7 separate regions of the Mus musculus genome follow, and all the other regions are linked to region 1. A link is a contact called in public ChIA-PET, Hi-C and HiChIP or PLAC-seq data. All regions are on one chromosome and are shown on one strand. Each heading gives the region's core, a stretch centred on a gene start, on an enhancer-like site or on the middle of the called end of the contact. The rest is flanking DNA. Distances are from core to core; before and after follow the strand shown.

What was found. A called contact is a pair of places that touch in the nucleus more often than the background predicts. ChIA-PET counts read pairs in DNA pulled down with a chosen protein or histone mark. HiChIP or PLAC-seq counts read pairs in DNA pulled down with a chosen protein or histone mark.
Region 2: a contact with region 1 is called in an RNA polymerase II ChIA-PET map of memory CD8 T cells, with 7 times the contacts expected there. The contact joins the enhancer-like site here to the promoter of Prep in region 1. A contact is called at or near these places in 17 of 39 promoter capture datasets (the 3T3-L1 cell line, 3T3-L1-derived adipocytes, the C10 cell line and 12 more), 1 of 15 datasets of contacts at CTCF or cohesin (large pre-B cells), 6 of 484 Hi-C or Micro-C datasets (bone marrow-derived macrophages, common lymphoid progenitors, female germline stem cells and 3 more), 20 of 115 datasets of contacts at active chromatin or transcription factors (the 230-238 cell line, the NIH/3T3 cell line, SST interneurons and 14 more) and 3 of 9 other capture datasets (adipose tissue, embryonic stem cells and liver).
Region 3: a contact with region 1 is called in an H3K4me3 HiChIP or PLAC-seq map of embryonic limb bud, with 4 times the contacts expected there. The contact joins the promoter of D030045P18Rik here to the promoter of Prep in region 1. A contact is called at or near these places in 3 of 484 Hi-C or Micro-C datasets (the C2C12 cell line and embryonic stem cells), 4 of 115 datasets of contacts at active chromatin or transcription factors (embryonic limb bud, large pre-B cells, pro-B cells and 1 more) and 1 of 9 other capture datasets (embryonic stem cells).
Region 4: an H3K4me3 HiChIP or PLAC-seq map of bone marrow-derived macrophages shows a contact between it and region 1, with 5 times the contacts expected there. The contact joins the enhancer-like site here to the promoter of Prep in region 1. A contact is called at or near these places in 1 of 15 datasets of contacts at CTCF or cohesin (large pre-B cells), 7 of 484 Hi-C or Micro-C datasets (B cells, CD8 T cells, bone marrow-derived macrophages and 3 more), 16 of 115 datasets of contacts at active chromatin or transcription factors (the 230-238 cell line, the SCID.adh cell line, bone marrow-derived macrophages and 10 more) and 2 of 9 other capture datasets (adipose tissue and embryonic stem cells).
Region 5: a contact with region 1 is called in a Hi-C map of bone marrow-derived macrophages, with 15 read pairs. The contact joins the enhancer-like site here to the promoter of Prep in region 1. A contact is called at or near these places in 1 of 15 datasets of contacts at CTCF or cohesin (large pre-B cells), 3 of 484 Hi-C or Micro-C datasets (CD8 T cells, bone marrow-derived macrophages and pre-pro-B cells), 14 of 115 datasets of contacts at active chromatin or transcription factors (the SCID.adh cell line, bone marrow-derived macrophages, craniofacial prominence and 10 more) and 2 of 9 other capture datasets (embryonic stem cells and liver).
Region 6: a contact with region 1 is called in an H3K4me3 HiChIP or PLAC-seq map of bone marrow-derived macrophages, with 5 times the contacts expected there. The contact joins the enhancer-like site here to the promoter of Prep in region 1. A contact is called at or near these places in 1 of 39 promoter capture datasets (embryonic stem cells), 1 of 484 Hi-C or Micro-C datasets (bone marrow-derived macrophages) and 15 of 115 datasets of contacts at active chromatin or transcription factors (SST interneurons, bone marrow-derived macrophages, craniofacial prominence and 7 more).
Region 7: an H3K4me3 HiChIP or PLAC-seq map of bone marrow-derived macrophages shows a contact between it and region 1, with 5 times the contacts expected there. The contact joins the enhancer-like site here to the promoter of Prep in region 1. A contact is called at or near these places in 1 of 484 Hi-C or Micro-C datasets (bone marrow-derived macrophages), 13 of 115 datasets of contacts at active chromatin or transcription factors (bone marrow-derived macrophages, effector CD8 T cells, embryonic forebrain and 6 more) and 1 of 9 other capture datasets (embryonic stem cells).

Annotation. Positions count from the first base shown.
Region 1 is chr10:45,065,854-45,068,645 of GRCm38.p6, reverse strand. Prep (prolyl endopeptidase) reads right to left here and starts at 1,430. Exons shown (of 15, transcript NM_011156.3): 1 at 1,271-1,430. The coding sequence starts at 1,315. It also overlaps 2310075K07Rik.
Region 2 is chr10:44,281,618-44,284,409 of GRCm38.p6, reverse strand. All of the region lies in intron 1 of Atg5 (autophagy related 5), which reads right to left. Among named protein-coding and RNA genes, the nearest start is that of Atg5, 15 kb to the right of the region's middle. Within about 2 kb of position 1,424, at least 7 of the 459 cell types and tissues checked have an H3K27ac peak or open chromatin away from gene starts, as enhancers often do. A contact at or near this core is called in liver and memory CD8 T cells, where this site is marked.
Region 3 is chr10:45,806,264-45,809,055 of GRCm38.p6, reverse strand. It overlaps D030045P18Rik (RIKEN cDNA D030045P18 gene), which reads right to left and starts at 1,352. Exons shown (of 3, transcript NR_040624.1): 1 at 1,100-1,352.
Region 4 is chr10:44,324,489-44,327,280 of GRCm38.p6, reverse strand. The region is part of intron 6 of Atg5 (autophagy related 5); the gene reads right to left. Among named protein-coding and RNA genes, the nearest start is that of Mir1929, 34 kb to the left of the region's middle. Within about 2 kb of position 1,385, at least 41 of the 459 cell types and tissues checked have an H3K27ac peak or open chromatin away from gene starts, as enhancers often do. A contact at or near this core is called in the SCID.adh cell line and bone marrow-derived macrophages, where this site is marked.
Region 5 is chr10:44,340,641-44,343,432 of GRCm38.p6, reverse strand. The region is part of intron 6 of Atg5 (autophagy related 5); the gene reads right to left. Among named protein-coding and RNA genes, the nearest start is that of Mir1929, 18 kb to the left of the region's middle. Within about 2 kb of position 1,387, at least 23 of the 459 cell types and tissues checked have an H3K27ac peak or open chromatin away from gene starts, as enhancers often do. A contact at or near this core is called in CD8 T cells and bone marrow-derived macrophages, where this site is marked.
Region 6 is chr10:44,379,626-44,382,417 of GRCm38.p6, reverse strand. No RefSeq gene overlaps it. Among named protein-coding and RNA genes, the nearest start is that of Mir1929, 21 kb to the right of the region's middle. Within about 2 kb of position 1,462, at least 189 of the 459 cell types and tissues checked have an H3K27ac peak or open chromatin away from gene starts, as enhancers often do. A contact at or near this core is called in SST interneurons, bone marrow-derived macrophages, craniofacial prominence and 1 more, where this site is marked.
Region 7 is chr10:44,433,528-44,436,319 of GRCm38.p6, reverse strand. No RefSeq gene overlaps it. Among named protein-coding and RNA genes, the nearest start is that of Gm35028, 6.9 kb to the right of the region's middle. Within about 2 kb of position 1,434, at least 38 of the 459 cell types and tissues checked have an H3K27ac peak or open chromatin away from gene starts, as enhancers often do. A contact at or near this core is called in bone marrow-derived macrophages and embryonic stem cells, where this site is marked.

The sequences.
Region 1 (2,792 bases), core at 181-2,680:
GAAAACCGAAAAGACACTCAAGACTCAGAGTCGGAACAGTTTCACATCTTTGTACCTGGCCCACGGCAGAGCTCGGCCATCTAGATGACAAGTCAAGGCCTGTCAGCCTTAATAGTCCATGTATAAAAGGGGGCCTCACACATGAACTCACAACAGGTAAGACTTGCCCAATGTCACCCAGGTAGTGAGGGCCACCAACAACAGCATTCAGGTTGTCTGGGAGTTAACCAGTCCCCTTGAAGATGAATTCAATGAGCAAGCAGTTAAACCAACTGAGAACATGGTTCCCAGGGGTCACCCATTAATGCAGCACAGATACTTGGACGTTCACTTGAAAAGGAGAAGGTCTTTAACACTGAGACTTTACCTCCATGTGTGATGTGCTGAGTTCAGAGTACATTTTCTGTCATGAACCAGATCAAAGTAAACAGGAAAAAAAATAGAATGGTATTATACAAAAATATTTTTACTTTGATTCTATTTTAAGTAACCTGAGAAACCAGGTTGTGACTACAGGAATTGGGGTCCTAATGTTTGGATTCAATCCACTTAAGTCCCAAACTACTTTTTACACACACACACACACACACACACACACACACACACACTTCTGAATTTCACTACCTGGGTCTCAAGTTACCTGCAGTTCACCTGCAGCTTAGGTAAACAGTTAACTCCCAGCGGGGAAAACTTTCCTTGCAAAAGGCCACCCCGTCTTAACTTCCTTTCTTAAGCGAACCTGACTGGCCCCAGCACACTGTGGGCCCACTGCTCCTTCCCCAACACTGCCTCCCTTATTTGCATCCCAGCAGCCAACGTCAGGCACCCGATTCGGGACAGCACAGCCTTAAAGCGCAATGAATGAGCTTCAACTCTAAGGACTTGCAAATTCCAAGTTCTCAAAGTTTGCTTTTGTTTTCAAATCTTACATCATTTTTCCCACGCACACACACCAGCATACACTTGGTGCTACCACCATATTTAAGCCAGACTGCTTCTCCTCTTAGAAGCACAGGGGTACGTTCTGGCTGCCCACTGGCCCCAGATGCCCATGCCTGCCCGGGGGGTCTGTCCTTGGGGCCGAGCGGCGTTGACCACGGGCGTGGACACGTGGGCCGAGGCCGCCCGCTAGGTTCAGGCTGGGAGGAGCCCCGCGACCCGGGCGGCTCCGCAAACAAAGGCCGGGGAGCGGCGCGGGGCGAGCGGGGGCTGCGGGAACCGAGCTGCGGGAGGCGCGGGTCGGGGGGCGCGGTGAGAGCGGGGTACTCACGGAGGTCTCGTCGCGGTACACGTCGGGGTACTGGAAGGACAGCATGGCCGGATCCGGGCGCGGGCTGAAGGGGGGAAGTGCGGGCGAGGCTGGGCGCGGACTGCGGCGGAGGGCGGCGTGCGAGCGGGCGAGCGGACAGCCGGCGTGCACGGGCGGACTCACGGTGGGGCAGTGCGCCAAGCAGGAAGACGCTGTCGGCAAGGCCGGGAGCCCCTCCCCGGCGGGCGGGCCCAAGCGGCGACAAGAGGGAGCGGAGTCGCCGCGCGGGCGCCGGAACGGGCGCACAGCTCCCTCTGCAGGAGCACCAGCCGCGCCCGGGCGCACGGAGGAGCACGCTGGCGACGCCGCGCCACGCCGCTCGGCGACCGGCCTCCCGCAGCCCCGCGCTACGCCGCCTCCCCTCCTTCGCGCCCAGGAAGGAAAACTTTGCCTCTTCCCTGACCTAGGCCGGCTTTCCCCAACCCGCCCGTCCGCCTGCCTGCCACCAGCCACTCTGTATATGGAAGAAGAAATGCTTCAAGGTGATCGTGAAGGAAGTACAGCTTCCTCCCTTAACCCTTGATGGACACGGACTGCTCGGCCTCCAGGCTGAAGAGGTTCTTCAGAGGTGTTGCCAAGACAATGGATGATCCCTTGTTGGAGATTTACTGACTGATGGGGAGCGAGGTGAGAGAACTTATGGTAACCTAGGGTCCTTGTCTGACCCTATGGCTCCTCCCTTCTGCTTCGGGTTTTGTATTTTGAGCAACACTGTTCCTGAGTTGTAAAGAGACAAGATACCTCCTGCCTGATCTCAAACCCATCATGAAGACTGACTGACTACACTTCTCTATCCATGGGCCTCCTTTGTAGACCACCCAGAAGAGGCATTGTAGCCCCAATTTTCAATGTGTATAATGTGTCCTTGCCTTCCTACTTGCCATGGGAAAGATAGGGCCATCAGTAAAAGTCTGCATTATAAGAGAATTCTCACTGTTGGTTTCTAACTATTAAGGCTCATGTTGCAGGCTAGCACTACTGAACCCAGTCGCCAGGGGCTGCCAGGAGGTCTAGCTCCTGCCATCTCTGTGTGCAGTGCGTCATAAAGATAATCCCAAGGACACTTGACTCAGAGAATCCCCAGATAAGCGTTGATGCCTCCTTAAATGTTGATTTGAAAACTGTTATTGTCCCAGTTTTACAGTTGAGATAAACTGGAACTTTGTTTTGCTCAGTTTCACAAATAGTAGGGGTGGAGAAGAAAAGAGAGCCAGGATTCAGTCCCTGAAGGCTAACATTTCATTTCTACCTGTCCGACGTCTTCCCCCTCAGAAGGCACATAGAGATGCAGTTTGTTTGTAGTTTACAAGGGCATCCTTTTTAGCAAGAGAAACTTGAGTTTGACTACTTATGCTAGAAAGACTGACAAGTGTAGCAGCAGCTCATTATTATTATTATCATTATTATCATTGTCCCTGTTGCTGTGATTAAAAAAAAAAAAAAAAACTCTGACTAAGAAAACAAACACAGGGAGGAAAGGATT
Region 2 (2,792 bases), core at 175-2,674, 780 kb after region 1:
CAAGTGACTAACACCCTCAGTCCCAGTGAAATATTTCTCCAACTCACAACAGTCCTTACTCCACAGGGTAGCGCTGCTAGCTCGCTCTGCACATGAGGAAAGTCTCAGGATCAGGGAAGGACAATGTGCATGAGCTCTGGGATAGCCCAGGCTATCATGCTCATACTCCATGTCACCTGTGTACATGATGAAACACACACTGCTGATAATGCACAGGGCAACCCAAGGAGGTTCTACCTGAGTATTAAGGGTCAATATACAACCAAGACAGTGTTGGGCAGTTAATTCATAATTTAGTATAATGTATAAGAAAAATCCTAAATAATTGCATGGTGCCCTCCAAAATTATGGGCCTAGGTGGATATCAATTTAAAATTCTTTTTAGAGTTATTATTTTATGTTTATGAATGTTTTGTCTACATGTATGTGTGGGCAACACATGCATTTCTGATGCCCTGAAGATCCAGAACAGGGTGTCAGATCCCCCTGAACTGGAGTTACAAAAGGTTCTGAGCCACCATGCAGATGCTAGGAACTGAACTTGTTGCAAAAGCCAAAAGTATTCCAATGGCTGAGCCATCTCTCCAGCAGGACATCAATTATTAACACCGAGGTACATCAAGGAGCTTGCTTTTATCCTTTCTCCCCACCCAGGACAAACCCTTTGGGATTGGCATCAGTTAATCCATAGTTAAAGATCAGTCAGCTGTTGGCCATCCACACATAAGCAAACTGCCTTAGGTGGGAAAAGACCTGCCTTATGTCAAACTACTGGCCACTAGTCAACTTAGAATAAGGACCCTGGTACTTAGCAGTGCCTTGACTTTTATTAAATATATACAAGTATTCTAAGCTAGTGATATACATATGTAAATTTCATTCAGTACCACAGTGAGACTTCAAATTCAAGCATGCTTAAATTCTACACTCAAAAGAAAAATTTCTGAATGTACAAATCACTCAAATTAACTTGCTGAAAACAGGAAGCCCTCATTACTTCCTGACTAGGTTAGCAGCTGATCTTTAGAATAAATGTCCAGGCTGGAGAGATGGATCAGCAGTTCAGAATGCCCGCTGAGCTTCAGAAGGCCTGAGGTCTCTCTAGCACCCAGCTAGGATTCCGCAGAAGCACCTGTAATTCCAGTTCCAGAATATCCAATTCCCAGTTCTGGCTTCTTTGGGCACCCACAAACATATCATAAATTCACACAGATACACACTGAAACAAATACACATTAAAAATCAAAGTAAGATAAATTTAAAATAAGTAAAATGAATAAATTTATGTGGTTATGGGCTGGAGAGATGTCTTGGTGGGGAAAGGCACTTGCTGCGCAGTCTAATGACTTGACTTAGACTACTGAGAGCTACATGATGGGAAGAGAAAAACTGGCTGTCCTGATCTCCACGTGGCTGCATGGCAGATGTGCACACAAGCACAAACATACCCCACCCACACATAGGAATCTCAAGTTATACTACAGGGTATAGTCATAAAGACAGCCTGGTGCAGGAATAAAAACACACAGGAAGAGCAATAGAAAAGAAGATCCAGAAATAAAATGACAAAGCTATGTATCCACTGAATTTTTGACAAAGTAGGCAAAAACATACTGGAAAACGGACAGCCTCTCCAGCAAACAGTGCTGGCCCTCCTGGCTGTACCTGCAGCAGAATGAAATTAGTCTTACCTTTCACCTTGTATAAAAATCAATACAAAACAGACTAAGGACCTTAATTTAAAACTTGAAACACTACAACTTGAAAGAAAACACCTTTTAAACTACTGGGATAGGAAGAACTTTCTGAACAGAACATAACAACACAGGAGCCAACCTCAAGTATCAGCAGGTGGGGCCACAGGGAAGTGAGAAGTCTGTACAGCAAAGAACGCTGTAGCCACAGACAGCCCACAGAATGGGGGCTACCAGCTACACTCAGTCAATATCCAAACTTACAAAGAACTGCAGAAATGAAACACCAAAGAAATAACACTGCCAATTAGCAAGTGGGTAAATAAACTTGAATATTCACTGTTAAAAAAAAAAAAAGAAACACAATGGCCAATAACTTTAAAAAAAACAATGTGGGTTTTTTTTTTTCAGATTTATTTATTTAATGAATTTAAGTACACTGTAGCTATCTTCAGACACACCAGAAGAGAGCATCAGATCCCATTTCAGATGGTTGTGAGTCACCATGTGGTTGCTGGGAACTGAACTCAGGACCTCTGGAACAGCAGCCAGTGCTCTTCACCACTGAGCCATCTCTCCAGGGAATGCAGACTAAAACTACTCTCAGAGCGTCTCACCAATGGCTATCGGTCATCAATAAACGTGACAACAAATGTTGGAGAGGATGTGCAGGGAAAGGAACCTCAACCACGATTAGTGGGCCACAAAACACTGCAGCTGTCATGAAACTCAGTTTGACGATTTCTCAAAAAACTTTTGAATAGAATTATCATGTGATCTCCTATTTCAGTTCTGAGTATACCCTAGCATAGAAGTGTTTTCACCCTCATCTTTATTATTGCTTTATTCACGAGAGAAAGGAACTGAAATCAACCTCAATCCCATCAACAGACAAATGGACAAGGAAAATTGGTGTATATATAAAATTATATATGTATACATATATAATATATATATATATATATGGAATACTGTTCAGCTCTAAAGAAAAATGAAATCACAAATTTTGCAGGAAGATGGATGGACTTAGAATATATATTATTAAGCAAGGTCACACAATCTTAGAAGAAGAAAAACCACATTTCTTCCTTACATGCA
Region 3 (2,792 bases), core at 103-2,602, 740 kb before region 1:
TACATTGTCACTCAAAACCCATCTGACACTGCCATTAATAACATAGCAAGACCTGAAACTTGGCCTAGAATTCTTCTCACTATAACATGCTATCAATAATATATTGATATATATAGCTTTCTGAAATAACAATCTACATGCAAAATGCCTTTCATATAATACTCTCAAAGGTCAGTTGCTGTTATTTCTGCTTTAACTGAAGAAACTATGGCAATGAGCCGTGCATGAACAGAAAACATCTCCACTTGGTCATCCTTGAAAAATGTGGTGTTAAAGTTTCCACTCACATTTTCGAGCTAAGCTATATGCCTGTACAGGAAATACAAATTATTAATAGCAGTTCCAGTATCTTATAAATGCAGAAAGTAATAAATATAAAAATGTTAAGTACACAGAGTCGATGATAGAGAGGATTTGTTTATTTGCACGATTTATGAAATTGTGACCTTGAAACTCTCATGCAAAAAAAAAAGCCATTAATCCCAATTTGTAAAGTACATGGGACCCACAGCAGGAGTGGTAATGTGGATAAAAGGCAATGTAAGAAGGCATAGACTGTCTTTTATAGCACATTTGTCAGCTTCCTTCCCATTAAGCCTGTTTTAAAAGGTGAGGTATATTTCTGACCCTAAAAAGTTAAAATTACTCACCCCAATCAATCTGGTATTGTACATTGAGATATACTGCCTTCTTCCACAAGTACTAAAAAATTTTATAAACCCTGAGGTAACCAGAGATGAATTTCTTAATAAAAATTCAATTTGTAAGGTTTCAATATTATTTACTTCTTGATTATAATTTGTGAGCCTTGCCCAATACAGCCACATAACTCCCTCCTCTGGCAGTGGAAGTTAAATTGATTGGGCCTGTTCACTAAATAACACATGAGCTGAACCATTTTTTTTTCTTCTCAAGTCTCTCATACTGCCTTGCTATTTACTTTCTGTCAAAATAATCCTTGCATGTCAGCCACCAGGCAAAACATAGACATCTATCTAAGAATTTTCCTCTCAGTTTAGTAAATGACTTTATATTGGAAAGTCTTTCTGCTCACGCAAAATTCACATAGAAGGGGAAAAAAAAGGTAACTCTGACATACCTGTTTCACCATTGTGGGAGGAAAAAATGCTGACACTGATCCTTGCTTCTCCCTCAGACCAAGGAATACGGCTTTATTTTGCACTTCCGGTGCTATTCATTCTCAATAGTAATCACCAGAGACTTAATTACACCTTCGTGTATGCCGGAGCAGAGGCATACAGTGTTAGTCCACAGGGTACTTGTGGGAGGGGCACATGGAGGCCCTGGAACTTTCCATTCTGCCTAGTTTCCTGGAATTCTGGCAGGACAACGGAAGTCCGCATGGATGCTGCACTGTTGGATGCTGGGAGCCTAAGAAGAAATCCCATTGTGTCCTCCCACAACCTTATCAGTTCAAGACAGAAATCCTCAGGCAGAGTCCGTTTCTCCAGCGAGGGACATTGCTTGGACTGAGAAGCCAGGCCACATGCGGGTCTGTAGTAGAATTGAAGCAAACTGTGCCCCTTGAACGACCTGTCTGACCAACTGTTAATCATTATCCAAACCTCAACAGAGGGGGGGAAATAACAATAAAGACCCTCAACTCTCACTGCACACGGTGGGATAAACGCAGGCAGCACCCAAGAGCCCAATAACACGGAGAGAGCAAAGCTGAAACTGGTATTTAATCTCTGGGGAGAGGAAAGAGGGCATAGAAAAGAGAGAACTCTAATTGAAACCGCACAGAAGCCCCCAGTCAGTGCTTCACGCTGACAGTCTCGAAGCCTGTGTGGAAATTGGCTTCACAGTCTTTGTTTCCTCTGGGCCACATGCTGCGAATCTGGTTACAATCATAGCTGTTATTAATCAGAACCGGGCTTGGGTTGCTGGCAAGTAAGTGGTACCAGGATGTAAGCTTTTATGTGCAGATACACAGGCTCCATTGACTTTGCCCTCAAATTCCCACATACTGCTCATCAATATGTACAGAATGCTCTCCAGAGCGGAACATCCAAGGCACGGGAAAGGCCAGGGAGACTGACCAGAGAAAGAAATTAGGAACGACAGATGTTTGACTTCTGCAAGGTCAGAGAGGCCGGTAAATAAGGTCCAGAAGCAGAGAGCCAAGGCTAGGGAGGTCTTGCCCATCAAACCTCGGCTCCAAAAGCACTGCAAAGTCACGTCCTGAGAGAAGATCAACAGCGCCTGAAGCAAGCAACTCTGGTGTCAGCCCAGAGCTCAGGTTCAAACACCTGGCTGAGAAGCCTCTGGCAAGAGATGACAAGTGTGGCTAAGTGGCAGACCATGTGCTCAGCATGCACAAGGCTCTGGAGTCAACTCCCAACACCAAATAAACAAACAGATAAATAAAAAGTTGGCAGAAAAGCCAAGCACTTGCTGGGGATTGGTGATTTACATAAAGGAGAGCAGCTTGGGAGTGGCTGACATATAAATTACATCTTTCTACAAATTCCCTGACTTCCTCCTCACCCCAACACCTACTAGTTGGCACAGCAGCATCTACACTCATTCTGGCTCTACCATATTCCCAGATCACTGGCTAGAGTGCTCACTTGCCTTTTTTCCTGGGTAGTTTCAGGTTCATTCTTACACATCAAACCAATATGGCTTCTTCAGTATGTGTCATGGCCAATTCCCCAACTGGGAGGAACCCCAGGTACGGACAAAACAGAGAATGGGAAAACCCCTCTATACATTTCTTATTAATACTTGTTTTTCTTGTAACACTCACATACACAAGATTACACAGG
Region 4 (2,792 bases), core at 136-2,635, 740 kb after region 1:
AGACACTACAAATACAGCAGCGCACACACAGCCTCGTGTCATGAACAACTCATCACACGTATTCCACTCGCCAGAAATACAGAAAGCCTGACAAACATTAATTTGCAACAATAGTATGATCTAAGGTAACTCAACTTGCCCAGTGCACAGCTGATTAGATAGCATCTGTACCTCTTTTCCACACCAAGCATTCTGAGACATTACAGTGAAGCAGGCGCATTTCATCTCCACAGTAACAAAATACTACAATCAGAGTTTTTTAGATGAAGAAGATCCAGAAATGAGACATAAGTGCCCAAGTGTTTCCCAACCTTCCTAATGCTGCAACCCTTTAGTATAGTTCCTCATGTTGTGGTGACCCCTAACTATTTAATCATTTCATTGCTAGTTCATAACTGTAATTTTGCTACTGTTATGAATAGTAATATAAATATCTGATATGCAGGCTATCTGATATGTGACCCCCCCCCCCCCCATAGGATTGTGAACCACAGCTTGGGAACAGCTGGCCTGCTCTGTCCTGAAACTTGCTTTCCAAGCCTGAGATCCCAGTCCTGCATGGCTTGAAGCCTCTCTATTTTAACCACGGCCATGCTCCATGCTACAGGGTTATTCTTTCAGACTGTCCAGGGTAGGGGCATTAGCTATAAGCTGCAGGTTGGTAGAGAAGGCAATCCCTGGGCATCTAACATGACAGACTCTTATTCTTTTCCTTTTCCTTTTTTTTTTTTTTTTAAAGATTTAGTTATTTACTTCATGTATGTGGGTACACTGTCACTGTCTTCAGACACACCAGAAGACAGCATCAGATCCCATTACAGATGGTTGTGAGCCACCATGTGGTTGCTGGGAATTGAACTCAGGACCTCTGGAAGAGCAGCCAGTGCTCTTAACTGCTGAGCCACCTCTCCAGCCCGACTCTTATCCTTAAGGTCGAGTACTCAGTGGAACGTTTTGCACTTTAGAAATCATTAACAGAGATAGCAGCCAGGCATGTACACCTTCAATTCCAGAGACAGAGCTCAATGCCAACACACAGCAACTTATGGGCTGGTCAGGGTTACAGTCAGACACTGTCTTAAAATAACTCCTCACTCCAGTCAAACAAGAACAAAAAAAACTCTAGGAAACACTTCATCTTTATCGTTTTCTCCAAATTTCTACAAAATCCATTCATCAAGCCTTAGAGGTAGTAGAGATGCCTTCTTCAGTAATGGAGTGTCGGCCTATCACATGACCTCTCCACCAAGCAAGGAGAACACTGCTGTGGTTAGAATGGGCCGTCACCATGGAGACTGGCCTCTGGGCATGCCTGTGGGGTTTGGGTTCATTGCTCTAACTGAGGTAGGAGCAGCAGCAGGAGCTCACGGCTCTATTCCTGACTGTGGATGTGATGCAATCAGCTGCCTTCACTTTCCCACCATGAAGCACTGAACCCTAGACTGCGAGTCAGAAGCCTTCCTCCTTCCCAAACGACGCTTCTGTCAGGGTTCTTCACACAAGAGAAGAAAACTAAAACACTAACCAGTGTTTCTTAAAATTAACTTGCTCTTGCAACAGCTCAGGGAACATCTGTTTCCAGAGACGTCATCCCACTTTAGCTTTCTGAGATTCCACCTCAGGCCAAAGCTTCCCAGTGGGCCATGTGCGTCCTCGGCCTGGGATCATGGCAGCATTGTCACTAGAGGAAGGGCCAGAATGGGGCTGAGTTCTTTCTCAGAAAACTGTCATTTGTCTGTCCTAGGATTTATCTGGTCAGACATCAAGCTTACTCAGTGAAAAAAAGTTTTAAAACTTCATAGCTACTAGAAGACAACAGCAATAGCAAACAAGTTAGTCAAAAAAATTGAATAGGAAAATCTAGAAATAAGAAACTGAACTGGTATAAAGGCCCCAACACATCAATGGTAATCTAGAAGAAACAGACACGGAACAGAACTGCACTCATGTCTGTGGTGACTTTATCTTCATATAAAAAGGAAAGCCAGCTTATACACTGGTTGTTTGCATACTTTAGTCATGCAACACAAGCAAGCACATACGCGCGTGGACACACACACACACACACACACACACACACACGAGAGAGAACAGAGAGATGTACTATTCTAGGCATTTAAAGAATCTTTTGAAATTGTCAGATGACCATACAAATTATAACCCAAGCAAGGAAATAAGGAAATAGGCTGACAACTGTAAAATCACACACACTGGACTTGAGCAAGCTAGATAGGGACTTTTACAGAACTATTTTTTAATACAATGAAATTTTTAAAAATGTGAAAATAATTAAAGAAGTAGGAAAATGTATTTAAGGAAACAATAGAGATTATGAAGATAAAGAGATAGAGCTAAGCATGGTGGCTCATACCTGTGATTACAGTTCTTAAAAAGAGTTTAGGGGCAGCCTGAACTACGCAGGACAAGGCTAGCCTAGGCTACATGAGACCACCTCACTCCACCAAGCAAAAGAAAACATAAGCCGAGTCACAGCTAACTGAAAATTGAAAGCTAAAATTAAATAAAAAGAACTTGTAGGGCTGGAGAGCTGGTCTGCTCTTGCAGAGGACCAGGGTTCCCTTGCCAGCACCTATGTGGTGACTTGCAACTGCTCATAATTCCAGCTCCAGACAGCCCAAAGCCCTTTCTGTCCTCACACAGCACCAGGCATGCACATGGCACACACACATGCAAGCAAACACAAACACAAACACACACACACACACACACACACACACACACAGAGAGAGAGAAAAATAAGTTCTTAGCAAAAGTAAGAGTAAACTAGAATA
Region 5 (2,792 bases), core at 138-2,637, 730 kb after region 1:
ATCAAGTCTGCGTCTCAGGCATCTATTCTTGATTTTTAAGGTATTGTCAAAGAGTATAGACTCTGATGTGATAAAGAACTAGCTGGTGGTTATCATTCTTATAGAATTATGGACACAATGACCTAACTTCTCCAAAAGTGACTACATTACAAACACACATGGCTGTGTACAGATAAGGGCAAAACACTCTACCCTGCAGAGACGCTCAAGCAGGAAGAAAGACAATTCAAAATAGCTTCAGGAAGTCCCTGAAACTGACCAGATTCACTAGGCCTCTCTTGCCACTGTAAAGAATAAAAGCTAAGAGTCCCATTGAAGGGAAGCTGAGCTACAAAGACAATCAGACAAGCTGAGGGGCAAAGATGACTCTGAGACCAGACCAGCTACCTGAAAGGGGTTTAGACCAACTGAAGAACTTGGAAAGGACACTCTGCAATCAGTTGAGCTGTCTGCAGGCTGTACAGGGTGTCCCAGGTTCCTAGCTTTTGTGACCTGCCATTCATGCTGGGAAGGCATTGGTGATGTAGCTGTCTTTGAGCCATTTCTGCTCCAGTGAGTAGCCCCTCAGCCACACTTCTGTAAGAAACCCCAATAAACCTACTGGTTCATAAACTTGGACTTTGGTGGTGTCTATACTTCACTCTGCTATAAATCCCTATCTGGAGTGAATATACCTGTGTGTTGTGTCTTCCCAGGAAAAATTCTGTCGTACAACAATAATGCTCAGGACAACAAAACTTAGAAACCGCTTTACTTCAAAGGAAAGAAAGAACAGTGTTTTAGAGAGACTTCTACTTAAGACTGCTTAGGCATAACCTAATGATGACAGGGGCTGACTTATTAAAGGCTGGGCAGAATTTCCTAGCAGTAGTCTCCTGAAGGTGTAACATCACTCAGACATTAGAATAACTATGTTTTAAATTAAAAATCTTCAAAAATAATAAAACTCAATTCTTCACAAATTATACTTTCCCAAATTAAAAACCTCGACAATTGCTAGGTCACCAGATCTCCTTGCTAGCAATGAGTTTTTTCCTATGCCAATGAAAGACTCTATAGTAAACCATAGCTACTTCCATTCCATTCATAATGGTAGGGACATCATAATGATTGGCATAAGGAGAACTGCAGAGGGCAGTGATGTTTCCTCTTTTTAAAAAATAGCTTAAAAGAGCATTTGCAACAAAAGTGTGAGTGAAGAACAGGGAGAAATGTTCAAGTAGGAGCTTAGCTCAACTACGATCCCAAGTGTCCTGTATCAGGACTGCTCAGTAAAGACTTGTCCTGTACTTAGAAGGGCATCCTCATGCTAACTCATGGATAGATGGATAGCACGCAAGTGACTGTAATACCGTAGTAAACGAGAGCAGAACCGCAAACTGGGTGTTGTGAGGAAATACCAGGAAGCCAGAACACAAAGCTTCACTCAGGGCTTGGGTCATACACAGCTCAGTGATAAAAGCACTTGCCTACCATGAGCAGGGCTGGGCCACTAGATGCAAGCAAACCAAACCCACAAACTCACCAACAAGAACAAAAATAGAGGAAAAAAAACCCCACTAAAAACAAACAAAAAACCCCCCAAACCCTAACAAGTTACATAAGGTAAAGTTCTAAGAGTGAGAGACACCCTAGCAGGTATAAAGTTAAAGCAGTTAATTGCACAGCACATCCAATGTAAACTTTGAAAACTCCATTTCAAAAGACGATGAAAACCAAGGAGAAATCCAGATGGCCTCAAGCTTCAAACTCATAACAGAGCTTGAATTATTCTTTAATGAAGAAAGAGATAATCACACTTCAGCATTCATGGGAACCTGGAGTAACAGCACTTGTTAGAAATTAGTGGATAGCAAACCCCAGCTAAGGGCCAGTGTACAGGGCACAGCAGAACAGGCAAGTGTGACTGCAATCCCAACTCCTAACACAAAGCACTGTCTCTAAGAGAAATCCAACACTGGAGTCCTCTCCTCAATCTGATAAGCTGGGAAATGTTACCTATGATTAATTATTATGACATAATAATAAGATAGATAATTCCTAAAATGTAGACTGAACAATGCAGTATGTGGTAACAAAGGCTAACTCTTTTCACTCCTAACTTTTAAAGCACTATTAAATAAAAGGGAACAGTAGTTGTTACAGAAACAATTACAGAGAGAATCAAAAGTAATTAACAGTCTCCTTCAACTTCCTTTGATACTTTATTAATTCAAGTAAGTGCTCATGGCACACAGTCAAAGAAAGCGTGTTACACAGGCGCACTGTCAGGCTTTACCAACAGTAACCTAATGTAGGCTTCAAACTGTCACAGCACACGTGACTGCAGATAAACTCATGCATGTCAAATTGTGCATCACATGCTTTTCAGAACCAGGTTCATATTTAAATTAGCTTAAGAATACACACAATTACAAGATGTATTCAATAAAAATAACAGAGAGGTTTAAACAATGCTGAGGACTTTACAGTCAAGTCTCTAGGGGAGGTGAGCGGGGGCCCAAGCCTTTCATCCCTTATGGAGGGAAATGTGAGTGGGCTGGCTAAAATACTCTGCAGGCCCCTCTCAATATTCCCGACGACATCAAGAAATAATAATTAGATTTGAAGCTGTCATTATTACAGCCAGGAACACTTAATCTCCAAAGCAGCAGAGTCTTAATTGAGACTATGATTAAATGACACACATACATCCAAATACATCCTCACATCTGGCTTAAAGTGTGTTTTGTCTCATTGAAATTATTACACTTGTAATTCTGTCTAGACAATGCCAAATATAGTTTGCCACA
Region 6 (2,792 bases), core at 213-2,712, 690 kb after region 1:
AAGGGTGTTTGATCTCCTGGACCTGGAGTTATAAACAGTTGTGAGCTGCCATGTGGGCACTGAGAATTGAACCTGGGTCTTCTGGAGTTGCTCCCAGTGTTCTTAACTGCTGAGCCACCTCTTCAGCCCCTAGAAATAGTTCTTTTCAAATTGTGTTTTGAAACTGCATTCCTATGTAGGAAGATCTCTGCTGTATTTTCCCTTTTCTTCAGACCATCTTTGCATAGTCCATAAACATCAATACTTTCTCAGTACCCGAACTGGGCCTCTGAGGCCACTTCGAGGTCTTTACGGACCAGCAGCCTCATGCTTTGTGGCTGCTCTCTTGCAGGTGTCGTGGGAGGGTGCGCCCATGGGAGGTGGCTTCGTTTCGCTTACCACTGTCACAGAATACCAGAACCGGTCGGTACCGGATAGTGAACCGACTATGTCTCTGCTCAGGGTTCTAGGCAAGTTCGAGACTGAGGGGTGGCAGCTGCCGAGGGCCTTTGTGTCCAGCATCCTACAGCAGAACAGAGAGGAACGTGGCTGGAGGCCCCTTTTTTGAGCATCCGTTCTGTTCTAAACAGCTTAATCACCTTTAACTGGGCCCCAGCGCCGGACCGGCCCTGCTGTGTTGGGAGTGAAGCTTCTCCACTCAGTGGAACCATGACTGTGAATTTTAACCACTTGCACCTGAAAAAAAAAAAAAAAAAAAAAAAAAAGGAAGAGGATGCTGGATTAGGTGCAGTTCCTTTCTGGGACTTGGAACGTTGCCAGGAGCCTTGGCTCACTTTCCTGTCAGCCAGCCTCTCTGGCTCTGCAGACAGGCCAGGGCAGGAGATGCCTGTAGAGACCTGTAGGCAGACAGCTCAATGCAAAGATCACTTTCACTGTGTTGGCTGGGTGCTGGCTGCAAGCAGAGCCCCGGGCTGCTGCCAAGGGTTAAGGTAGCAAACCAGCAGTAAACGGAGTGCTTGGCAGAAGCCCAGCCTCTGAGACAGAGACAGGCTTAATTTCCATCCTTGGTCACAGTTGCAAAGGGACATTGCCACTCAGATCAACAAATCTGGTTTGCATGTGAGACATACAAACCATTCTTTGCATTGTGAAACAGAGTCTAAGAAGGTCCTATTCCCGGAAACCTCGAGGTGCCTCCCCTCCCAACTCTTAACATCCAGGTTACTCTAGCTGCTCTGAGTGAACCCTGACCTTTGAAAGGGGGGTATAATGCCTCCGAGAAACCCCAGGCCTGACTTCAAGCAGATCTTTATATAAGAACTGATTGCACAAGCCTGCATGTGTGGGGCTGAGGGAAGAAAAAGGGAAGAGTGCTTTCTGTGTATGACTGAGACCCTGCTATTCGTTTGACTTGGATGTTTCAGCTGAGCTCTGTCGATTATGAAGATAGTCATATATGTCAGTACTAGAAACCTCCGCTCGCAGTTGTACGAGCAGCTGCCCCATCCTCCCGCTCTAGCCTTGCCCTCCTCTGCAGTGAGCAGGAAGCAGAGACTCAGAGAGAGTTGGGCCTTGGCAGCTGGGAAGTGGTGGGGCATCAATTCTGCCCTCATAGCGAAGGGCAAGAGTGCTGGTCACATGGAATCCGGAGATGGCTGTGTAATGTGGGAGACGCTGAGTTCCATGTTCCCACACTGTAAGTCATGATGACACTGTTAAAAATGACGGGTGGGCGGCGGAAAGTGAAAGAAAAAGAACAAGAGGGAACAGAAACCGACCAGACGCACAGAGGATCAGGCGAGTGTAAGGAGGAAGGCACGAAGACAGGCTGGGGGAGGGGTAGCCTGGAAGTCAGTCAGGGAAAGGGGAAGGCAGGCAAAGGAGACTGGGTAGGAGGAAGAAACCAGACAAAGAGGATTGCGATGAGGTAGACACAGAGACAAGACCTTCTCCTTGAAAAAAAAAAATGTCCTTTTCCAGCCGAGGGTGGAGGCCAACCACGCCCCAACCCCTGCCTGACACGTCACTTTCAGACCCCGGCTGCAGGGCCAGCCGGAGAAGTCCCTCACCTTAAATCTGTCTCTGCTTGTTGAAGAAGGCCCGAATTGAGATGGAAGGAGTTTGTGAGACTTTCTGGAAATAACAGAGGAGAAAAGTAGAGAGCCATGTGCTTGGCAGAACCCTCTCGAGAGTCCTCAGACAGGCTGCGCCCGTTCTGCCCTTCACCTCAGGAGTGGTACCAAGCTCTCTGGCTTTGGTCTCCAGAAATCTGCAATCTGGGAGGGATCAAAGGTCCATATGGAGAGCGCTGAACAGCCACGCTGTTGCGCAGACAGTGAACACAGGCAGAAAATACCAATGGAAGATGAATGAGAGAAAAAGATGAATGAGATGAACGAGACCTTTAAAAAGATGAATGACCTTTTAAATGGACAATGGCTTTCTTGACAATGTCACAGAATTTTCTTAACTGTGGGGGAATTAGGGTAAACAATTTGGTCAACTATGGAAACATGGACAACTGGACCAAGAAGGTCCAGTGTGTGGGCTTGAGAACAGCATAGCAGAGCCAAAGCAGAGAATCCCATCACTAAAGCCAATCTCCAGGTGAGCTGGCTCAACAGAAGTATGGCATTGACCTTTAAAAAGTTTTTAAAATTAGCACTCCCCAGAAGTTATACTTATCATTAAAAAGCAACAAACATTGCCTAGACAACTCTGGCACAGGCCAGCTTGCAAGAGGGCCAGGCTTAGCCTCATCTGTCAGGTCGGACAGACACAGACTTCAGAGGACAGCTTGAGATCAAAGGTTGCAGGAAAAACTGAAGATGATGGAGGGTAGGCAGACACTG
Region 7 (2,792 bases), core at 185-2,684, 630 kb after region 1:
TGGCCAACTTGATGAGTCCACGCTGTATGTTGAGAAAACAATACTCCTTATACTTCGGCCCTCCAGACTCTCTTGTGTTTTCTTTTGCTTTCAGGGTTTCATCCTAATTCACTTAAACATCTTGAAATGCTGCCAACATATAACTGTGCAGTTAAGAAAAGCAGAACCCTATTATCCTAATGTGCCAAGTGGTGCTGATTAGATGCCCGAGTTCTACAGAACCATTGTGGTAATATATATATTTAAAACCTCCTTAATATCTAGGGTGTAACAATTGCTAACATAAATCATCATTCTTTGGTAGATGAGGTCTTGTTTTCTTTAGAGTTGCCCATCTCAGGAACAACTATGCATAGAGTTGAGTGGGACAGTAACACCCACCAGGAGCCTAAGCGCCTCTGCCAGAGTTTGGACTGTTAGATTTACATAGTCCTCAGTGGGCAAAGCAAGTCTCAAGAAGTCACTAATTCTTTTTTAAATTTCCTTAATTACATAAAAGCTATACAGAAATATTCCCTATCATATTACAATATAGAGACTATACGTGGTGCATCATAGAAGTTTATGAGCACAATTCTTGATGGCCTTTCATTGGGGGAAATGAAATAATTTTGTTCTCATAAACTGATGTAAATGATGTTATTCTCTCTCTCTCTCTCTCTCTCTCTCTCTCTCTGTGTGTGTGTGTGTGTGTGTGTGTGTGTGTGTGTGTGTACCAAGTGTGGTAGCACATACTTTTAAGCAGAGGCAGGCATATCTCTTTTAGTTCAGGGCCATCCTGCTCTACATAAGGAATTCCAAGCAAATCAGGGTTATATAGTGAGAGCCTGTCTCCCCCTTTCCCCCCAAAAGGAAAAAGAATAAAAAAAAAAAAAGATAATGAGAAAGGGCCAGGTCAGAGGGAGGAAAAACAATAGGATGCACATGGAGAAGGCTTTCTAACAAAACCAGGCCTCCAGGGAGGTTGTCCAGAGAGGAGGGCAGAGGGGCAGCTAAAAGATGCTCAATGAGAGGAAGGTTTCAAGGCGCTCCATGAGCCAGTCCGCAAAGGTGGAGCACTTTTCCCATAATACATTGATTTCATTGCCTTCAGCTAGACCATTCTTGGAATTAGCTACCTCTTAAAATCCACTTCCAGCTGTGTGATGATCCTGAGTTTCTGAGACCATGGAGAAGCCTCCCACCACATCCCTTTTCAAGACCTCAAAGACCCCAAAGTCCAAGTGTTCAAAGTAGTGCTGACAGCTTAAATAAGCGAGAAGTGATTTTAATTTCAATACAGCCCTAATCGGTGTGATTCAGACGAAAACTGCAGCAAGATTCCAGAAGGTTATTTTTAACCAGATTTATGCAAATCTTCTCTGCTGTGGCCCAGCTTCTCAGAATACTATAAACTTAACGAACCTTCTCCTAGTTGGCTCCTTCCAGGCTTGCCAAGTGCTGAGTCAGGATTGGCCCTGTACACATTTCCCTCTCTCTGTGTTTAAGATAGAAGGTGTTATTCAGCACAAGTGTGACATAGTCATCTTTGAGTTTTTCCTCTGCCCTATCGAGAAAGAAAGAGGAAGTGGCAGATAAGCACCATCGGGTAATTTTGGTAAGAGATTCTTCAGTGTGCTTACAAAATGTGTTTTCGTGAAATGATAGGAAAACGCCCCATCTTTGGGCATCAGGAAAACTCACCTGTGGACAAAGGAAACCAGCTGCTCTCCACTATGGGTGGGGAACAAATAAGATCACAGCAGAAGAGTTTAAACCAGTGACCCCATCCTGGAGGTCGCGCATCAGATACATTACAACTCATAACAACAAAATTAGAGCTATGAAGTAGCAACAAAATAATTGTATGGTTGGGGGTCACTACAACATGAGGAACTTCATTAAAATGTTGCAGCATTAGGAAGGCTGAGAACCATTGATTTAGACTGAGACTAACTATCTCTGAGGTTTATAAGACACTGGGGTTCTCCTCAGGCAGGGACAGAGTTTTCCGACTTGTAGGAATTAAGGAAGAGTCACCCCACTTAAAAACACAAGCTCATCCCAAGATATCCCAGCAAGCCCCTCTATGCCAACAGTCCAAGCATCTGTCAATTTTATGTGCAGCCGAGGACCTAAACCAAGACATGTTCAAGACTTTGGTGGAGAACTTTAGTTTCCTTAACCTCCTGAGACTCTTTAGAAACAAAGTATGTATGACCTAACAAACTAGAAAAGCCTGCCTAACTCTGAGGAAGAGTCCATGATTCTGTGGAAAGGAAGAAAGAAAGAAAGAAAGAAAGAAAGAAAGAAAGAAAGAAAGAAAGAAAGAAAGAAAGAAAGAAAGAAAGAGAGAGGGGGGAAGGAGGGAGGCAGGGAGGGAGGGAGGAGAAGAAAGGAAGGAAGGAAGGAAGGAAGGAAGGAAGGAAGGAAGGAAGGAAGGAAGGAAGGAAGGAAGGAAGGAAGAGAAGGAAACAAACAAAGAAATGAAGAAACAAAGAAAGGAAGAAAGGAAGAAAGGAAGAAACAAAGAGTGTCCCACCTTGCAGTTCCCAGGAATCATGAACAGCAATGAAACAAAGAGTTCCCCTGGCCCTGTTAGAGAACCCCCAACCAGTGCAGGAGGTACTCAGGAAGAAGGGTGGCCTCTGCCCTCCCCTCTCCCATCAGTATCAGCACAGTGACCCTGAGTTCAAGTTCCCACCCATACAGGTTAAGGAAGTATGGAACATCAGCAACTTCTATGTAAACCTTTGTCATCCAGTAACACATAACCTACTATCAATAACCTAACCTGAAGATTAATAGCAAGG